2 separate regions of the Mus musculus genome follow, and region 2 is linked to region 1. Evidence: chromatin contacts called from public Hi-C data. All regions are on one chromosome and are shown on one strand. The core of a region is the stretch at or near the end of the contact, and the rest is flanking DNA. Distances in the headings are between cores, read along the strand shown.

Region 1 (3,882 bases), core at 1,332-3,831:
GTCTTCAGATCTCATTATGGGTGGTTGTGAGCCACCATGTGGTTGCTGGGATTTGAACTCAGGACCTCCGGAAGAGTAGTCAGAGCTCTTAACCACTGAGCCATCTCACCAGCCCCCACGATTTGCATTCTTGATTCATTACTGCACAGGAATACCGGCAAAACCACTGCTGTGGCTGGGTTTGATTTTGTATCTGGCCACTTTGTATACTCATTTGTCAATTCTAATGGCTTTTAAGTGGCATCTGGCATTTCTATATATAAGATTATGACACATGATGCTCCCACTCAGATTCTCTCTAAGCCTAGCCTCAACCCTCACGATGAGCATTAGCCCAGAGTTCACTGTGGAGATCTGGCGGCTAAGAGAAGGAAATCCTGTGAACTGCAGACAAAGTCTCTTTGAGCTCTAGAAGGCAGAGCCATGCAAGGCATGGTGGGACACATCTTTCAAGCTTGTGCCTTTTCTTTGATCCGTAAGGCTGTGAAATCGAAGGAGCCGTAAACAAGAAGACAAGCAGGCACCTTCCAGTAGATGGAGCTGTGGAGACTGGAAGCTAAATTTCACAGGTTAGCTTTCTTTGAGGCACTCCCAGCAGAAGTTTGCAGTTGCCCCCCCCCCCCCCCCACACACACACACACACACAGTGCCAAAGAGGCTGTGAGCTCTGACCCAGCTCAATCCAGCATGTGGTCCTTTCTATACCTACCAAACAAGTAAACAAGAAGCTAAGTAAGTAACGCAGCCAGTTTCACACAGCCGCTTCGGAGTTGGATTGGGAGTCAAACTCGATTCTCTCTGACTCCAAACCTTGAGCTTCTTAGAGTTTCTTTTCTCACTCAGTGCTAGACAAAGACAAATGCCTGAGGAAGGAAAGCATCTTTGGATGAGGCGAGCTGGTGGGGAGAGCTAAGAGCAAACACAGCGAAGGAAAGAAGATGACGGCGAGGGGGGATGGAAAACGGAGAGTTGGAAGGAGAGTTGGAAGGAGAACTCATTTTAGGTTTGGTTTAGGTTAGGTTTGTTCTTGTGAATATATAAAGGTACATGAATGTGTGCAGATGCACAAGCATTGCTGTGAAATCAAAGGTTGACACCAAGTGTCTTCCTTTACTGCTTCCTAGTTATTTTTATTAATATGTGGATGCATTTTTGTTTGGTTGGTTTTGGTTTTTTGGGTGGAGTTTTTTTTTTTGTTGTTGTTGTTGGGTTTTTTTGTTTTTTGTTTGTTATTTACATGTGTATGAGTGTTTGCCTGCATCTATGTCTGTGAACTACGTGTGTGCCTGGTACCTGAAGAGACCAGGGCAATGTGTCCAATCCCTTGGGACTAACTGGAATTACAGATAGTTGTGAGCCACCATGTGGGTACAGGGTGTTGTATCTGGGTTCTCTGGAAGAGCCAGGTCTTAACCATTGAGCCATCCCTCCAGCACCAGTCTGCCTACCTTAGTTTTGTTTGGTTGTTTAGAGGCATCGAACCCAGAGCTCACTAGCTGGCTAATCTGATTGGCCAACACACTCCATGGATGAACCCATCTCTACCTCCTCAGTGCTAAGGGGGTCAGCCACCCTCTACCACACCCATATTTTTATATGCAGTACAGGGATCTGAGCTCAGGTTTTCTTGGTTGTACTGCAGACAGTTAGCCAACGGAGGAGTTCCCTTAGCCTTGTTTGGTGGTGGGGAGTTGAACCCAGGCCCCTGTGCATGCTGGGAAAACATCCTGCCAGTGAGCGGCACTCCTAGCTTTATTTTTCTGACACAGGTTTCAGGATGCCCTTGAATTCACTGAGTAGTCCACAGCACCCTTTTGTCTTCACCCCCTGAGCACTGGGGTGGACAGACTCGGGCCACCTCGCCAGCTACTTATTTGTTGTTGTACATCAGTATTGCCTGAAACAGAGCAGCGTCAAATATCCTTAATCATTAGCTCATAATTTCCATCAGTCAGGAATCCAGCGCGGCATATTCCAGGATCTCTCTGGAATCAAGATGTGGGTCAGACTGCAATTTCCCATCAAGACTGTTTATGGGAAGATCCATTTCAGTTCCCGTGGCCTGTGGCTTGTTGTTTTTCTCTCTTCCTGGTCAGTTTTGTAGCTCAAGGTCTCCCTTGGCTCCTTACAACATGGACCTCACCCCTGAGACCCTTCAAGAATGTAAAGAAGGGCTGGAGGGATGGCTCAGCAGTGAAGACCACCGACTGCTCTTCCAGAGGTCCTGAGTTCAATTACTAGCAACCACATGATGGCTCACGACCATCTGTAATGAGATCGGATGCCTTCTTCTGGTGTGTCTGAAAACAGCTTCAGTGTACTCAAATACATAAAATAAACAAATCATTCCTTAAAAAAAAAAAGACTGCAAAAAAAAAAAAAAAGAGGGGGGAGTTATATTGATCTTATACAACCCTTGATAAGAATCCCAGACTGAAGGGTGAACAGGCTCATTCTAAGGAGGAGAGTAAGAATCCTGCTCCCCTTCCCTCCAGATGGTCTTGCCTGTGTTAGCCCATCCTTCTGTCGTCTGGGGAGTCTCATGTCAGTTACAGTCGGAGACCATGTGATCTGTGACATACTTTCCTACTTTTGATCTATGGCTTCAGGAAGCTTCTAGGCTTCTGCCTTTGTCGGGCATCTCTCCTGACTGTTTTAGGAGATTTTTTTTTCTTTTTCTTTTAAGCTCAGAAGACATGATGTAATAGAAAGATCTGGGTGCTTCATTGCAGCAAAGCAAATCTCTTGCATCCAAGGGGCGCCGCACCCTCTGTGTCTTCTCTGGATGGAAAATCGGTAAAGGGACAGGATGCTAGCTCATGAATGAGGTAACCTTGGTCCGAGTTGGCACCAGCGATTCGGCGCAGTGAAAGGAATGGGTATGAAGAGGATTGGCGAGAACCCAGATGCCTTGGCGTGTGCCACCTGGAGAAGAACACGCAGAAGCTCTTCAGCGAGCAAAGAATGTGGAGACAGCGTCAGTCCAGGTATGATGAACTCGCTGAGAGAGAACGACAGGAAAGAGGTGGAGATAAACTCCTTCAACAGTGTCCTTCCTCTAAGCCGCCCCTCTCGCCACAAGCTTCCAGCCCTTCTACCACCCCTTCTACCACGAGGTCCACACCCTTTCTGCTCCGCCAGAGCTCTGTCTCTTCCTACAGACAGGGCAGCAGCAGTAAGTTTGACCACCTGCTGGGTTCACAGCCCAGTTTAAGAATAAACAAGATTGCACTCCCAGGGGCTGAAGGGATGGCTCCACGGTTAAGAGCATTCACTGTCTTCCAGAAGTCCTGAGTTCAGTTCCCAGCAGCATCTACATGGTGGCTCACAACCATCTGCAATGGGATCCGATGCCCTCTTCTGGTGTGTCTGAAGGCAGCTACAGGGTACTCATATACATAAAATAAATAAATCTTAAAAAAAACAATTTCCTCCACTCCACTTCTCAAGGCTTTCAATGAGAGAAGCCATCTTCCTCTGAGATGTCTCTGCATTGGGCTCTCATCTCTGTCCATGGTCCTATGTGGAAAGGGACACCCACCCCCAACACTTAACCCTCACTCACCCAGCCCTTGCAGTACCTTCCTTTGTATATAGTACAGGCTCCATCAGTTTGCGCTGAGAGCCATATGCCTTCATGGAAGGCTGCCTTGGGAGAGCCTGCAGAGGCAGTTCAAAGCACTAACAGTTCCACCTCTCCTTTTTACAAGAAAATAATGACATTTCAGATGAGATTTCAAAAGGAAAAATGCATCAATCTTTTTGAAGGATTTCATGACACTACCTCTAAAAAAAATCTAAAACTTGTATACCACTTGGCCTAGAAATTCCACATCTGAGAATCCGTTCTAAGAATTTATTCATGCTGGACCATGGTGACTC
Region 2 (3,830 bases), core at 22-2,521, 47 kb before region 1:
CCGTGCCCAAACGCTGTGAGTATCGGACTGAATTACAGTCTCTGCCCTGGAGTGGACCCTGCGCTGTTTCTACAAATCTTGAATTCACAAAGCACATAACAAATGCCAGGGAACAGTCTATAAAGATGAATAAGGAAAGAATGCATATTTTATATGTGTACTGTTCTCGGGAACAGCCAGTGTGAAGCCTACCCAGGAGGCAAGGATCTGCACCGCCGAACCACGCCTCCCAGCGCAATCAAAGACACTGGAGAATCCTTCTCAAGGGACAGGGAGTGATCCTGGATGAGCCAAGGCAAGTTTAAAAACATATAGCAGTTTGCTTTTGATTCCCCTCCTGCGACGGGTTAGCATCAAGCATCTGGGTCCCTCTAACAATTACTATTCCTGGTAATAAACAGAGCTTGAGCTCCAGAGAGAATTTACTTCCCGGTCCAGAAAAGAAAACCAAGTTCCTTATTTTTACTAACGCCTTCTCCAATCATCACTCGCCTTCCCTGGAGCGAAGGGGCACGCCTCTCCGCGCCACTAGGAGCCTGTGGCTGCTCCTGGGGGCGCCCGGCTTCCTACCCCCGGGGACAGGGGACACTCGGGACAACGGGAGCCGGTGACTCTAGGCTGCGGGACGCCTGGGGCCGGGGACTGCCGTGTGGGGACCAGAAGAGTCGTAGACAGCTGTGACCGGGATGGGAGGCCAGGGAACGCCAGGGTGGGGACAGAAGAGCTGGGGACAGCTAAGACAGTGACCCGGAGGCCTGAGAATGCCGGGGTGGGGAGAGTGGGGACCAGTGACTGTAGGGGTGGCGACGGCTAAACCCACAACACCACCGAGGCTGGGGACAGCGGAGGCCGGGGACTGCCAGAGCAAGGCACGGCGGAGGCCGGGGACTGCCGGGACAGAGCACAGAGAGGACTGGGGTAGGGGACCCGAGGCCGCACTCACCCACTTTGTCCTTGCCGTACATGTGGCCAGCCACCTGATGCGACAGCGGCACGCAGCCTCCGAGCAGGCGCGGCACCGGCGGGCTGTCTCCGGTGCTTCCCGGCGGCCGCAGGCGCAGCGCTGGGGGCTCGGCGGCCATCGGGGCGGCGACACTCGGCGTCAGGCGTCAGGGAGGACCGGGGCGGCATCGCCCGCGCAGGCCCAGCGCGCGGACCCATGCCGAGACCGCGCTGCCCGCTCCGCGGCCCGCACTCTGAACCCCGGCCGCCCGCGCCCGGGATAAGGGCGCCGCGGCCCCGCCTCTGCCCGCCCCCTGTGCGCTCCGGCCGGGCGAGCTCCACTCTGAGCATGCGCAACAGCTACTCGCCAGGATCCCGCCCAGCGGTGCCGAGCATGCCCAGAGGCTACCCTACTGGATCGGGGCCAGCTCCACACTGATCATGCGCAGAAGCTACCGGACCAGACCTGCTCACCCCTTCCACGGAACACGTCCAGAAGGTAGACCAGCGCCAAACTGAGCGGGTCTAGAGTCCCAGCCCGCTGCCGACCTGCACTGAGCATGCTCAGAGGCCGCAGGATGGGACTTGTCTCAAATGCCCCTGCTTGCATCATTACCAGCAAGCACTTCAGGGAGCGAACTGGCGTCCGGAGTCCCTATGTGAAAAACTCATTAGACCTAGGAGACCCGCAGCAGAGCAACCCAGAGAGGTGACTGGTTAGGGGCAGACCTCCCACAACGCCCTGCCCTTTCAGATCAAAGAGACAGAAGCATCCTGACTGAAGATGTCTCTTCTCACACCTTCCAGTTGGCACCCTGCCCGACCACTACCTCAGAGTACTCATGACAAGTTTATGTGTTAGACATTGACAGTCATCTTAATTCATTTTTTTTTTTCTTAAGCTTGTTAATTGTGCTCAGGGAAGCCAAACGAGTGGGGTTTCTTGGAACTGGAGTAACGGGCATTATGGGCACACCGATGAGGACGCAGGGAATCAAACTTAGGTCCTATGCAAAAGATATATTGCTTTTAATCTCCTTTAAAAAAATTTTTTAATAATGCTTTTTTTAAAGATTTATTTATTTATTTATTGTCTGTGAGTACTCAGTACACTGCCACTGTCTTCAGACACCAGAAGAGGGCATCGGATCCCTTTACAGATAGCTGTGAGCATTATGTGGTTGCTGGGAATTAAACTCATGACCTCCGGAAGAGCAGGCAGTGTGCTCCTAACTGCTGAGCCATCTCTTCAGCCCCAAGGCTGAATCTCTTAAGTGCCAAACTCTGGTGGAAACAGAGTAACACAGTTCCTGCTGCTGGTACAGGGCCCTGGTGTGAGCCTCCAGATGTTGCTGAGCCCTTCGTGGAAAGTGTCCAGTGTCTTCTGTGGGCATAAGGCTTGTTTGTGTAATAAATAATGTACATGTTTTCACATCCCTTCAGGGAATGTCCTCTCTCTTAAGGATAATGACTCCATGATAATCTAAGACAGCATGAGTATTACAGGAGGCAAAGGTGTGGCTAATGTTTCAGCAAAATGGTAAACCCAGGACCTTCAGGATGCAATATGAATTATGAGGGGCTTCAGGACTCTAAAGGAGCAAAGACAACTGCACTAATGAGCCAGCTTGTCAGAAAGATACAAAGACAGGCAGATTCCTGAGTTCAAGTTCAGCCTGGGGCACAGCAAATCCAAGCTCAGGTAGAAATGGTCTTTTCAGGAGATCCACCCAGCTAGCTGATCCCACCCAGCTAGCTTAGCAACCGTGTGTAACACAGCAGGCAGATCTCGGAATTCTTTTGCAATGTTAAAAGAAAACATGTGCTTGCTGTTTTCCTAAGAATCAAAGGGGTGGGGTCAGGGGATGCTGATTCATAGGATAATCAAAAGAGAACCTGGAATAAATAATTGAATTGAGGTGTAAATTTAAAAAGAAAAATGAAAAAAAAAAAAAAAACAAACCAGGACTTTTGAGCTAGCAGACAGCAATAACAGTTCTTTAGAATTTCCTCTAAGCGGGGCGTGGTGGCGCACGCCTTTAATCCCAGCACTTGGGAGGCAGAGGCAGGCGGATTTCTGAGTTCGAGGCCAGCCTGGTCTACAAAGTGAGTGCCAGGACAGCCAGGGCTATACAGAGAAACCCTGTCTCAAAAAACCAAAAGAAAAAAAAAAAATAGAATTTCCTCTAAGGAGAGCAGAGCTGTATGGAGATCTCTGGAGATCGAAAACAGCTCTTCAAGAATATTTTCTTGAGAGAATTTCCGACTTGGTTTGAAGATCCAATAATTTTTTGTAGCAGTTTTTCCTGATAGCTTCTAGTTTTACTAGCAGAGAAAGCTATCTCAATCAGAATTTGTAAAATAGCAAGAAAATCTGTCTACATCAGAGCAGAACACAGAGAGAAAAAGAGAGAGAGACAGACTGAAGGAGGGAAAGAGGGCGGGCAATTTGGAAAGCCATCTTAGCAGAACCAAGGCCGCCAGCTTGGACCCAAGTCGTTTGTTTTCGCCGCTCCCAGGCACCCCTTCTCTCAGAACCCCTCTCCATGCAGAAGCTGGTCCTAGGCATCTAAGCCACTGCAGCCTTCTAAATCGTTTTTCTAAGTGGACAGTCTACTTATGTTTATTTATTCATGGCAATGCTGGGAATTGAAGGCAGAGTGTTGTGCATGTTGGGCAAACACCATACCGTTGTGAAAGCAGAGAGCCGCTGAGCTGCTTCACCAGCCGAAGCAAGTTGTTTTTGTTTTTGTCTTTCTGGGACTTTCTGGATGCATGAGTGGCAGGGTCAGAGGCTGAAGGGATGGAGGCCCAATGTGGCTAGAGGAAGCTCTAGACACAGCTCCATCGATGCCCGTGTGCCTGCACTGGCATCCTAAGGCAAAATC

The links. Hi-C and Micro-C count contacts between places; a contact is called where the count stands out from the background.
Region 2: a contact with region 1 is called in a Hi-C map of double positive thymocytes, with 2.3 times the contacts expected there. The contact joins the promoter of Ipmk here to the enhancer-like site in region 1. A contact is called at or near these places in 8 of 39 promoter capture datasets (the 3T3-L1 cell line, 3T3-L1-derived adipocytes, the C10 cell line and 5 more), 1 of 15 datasets of contacts at CTCF or cohesin (CD8 T cells), 8 of 484 Hi-C or Micro-C datasets (CD4 T cells, LSK cells, the MNK3 cell line and 5 more), 7 of 115 datasets of contacts at active chromatin or transcription factors (the 230-238 cell line, the SCID.adh cell line, embryonic stem cells and 2 more) and 2 of 9 other capture datasets (adipose tissue and liver).

The regions. Positions count from the first base shown.
Region 1 is chr10:71,299,365-71,303,246 of GRCm38.p6, reverse strand. No RefSeq gene overlaps it. Among named protein-coding and RNA genes, the nearest start is that of Gm20609, 9.4 kb to the left of the region's middle. Within about 2 kb of position 2,581, at least 7 of the 459 cell types and tissues checked have an H3K27ac peak or open chromatin away from gene starts, as enhancers often do. A contact at or near this core is called in the SCID.adh cell line and double positive thymocytes, where this site is marked.
Region 2 is chr10:71,345,204-71,349,033 of GRCm38.p6, reverse strand. It overlaps Ipmk (inositol polyphosphate multikinase), which reads right to left and starts at 1,271. Exons shown (of 6, transcript NM_027184.2): 1 at 944-1,271. The coding sequence starts at 1,082.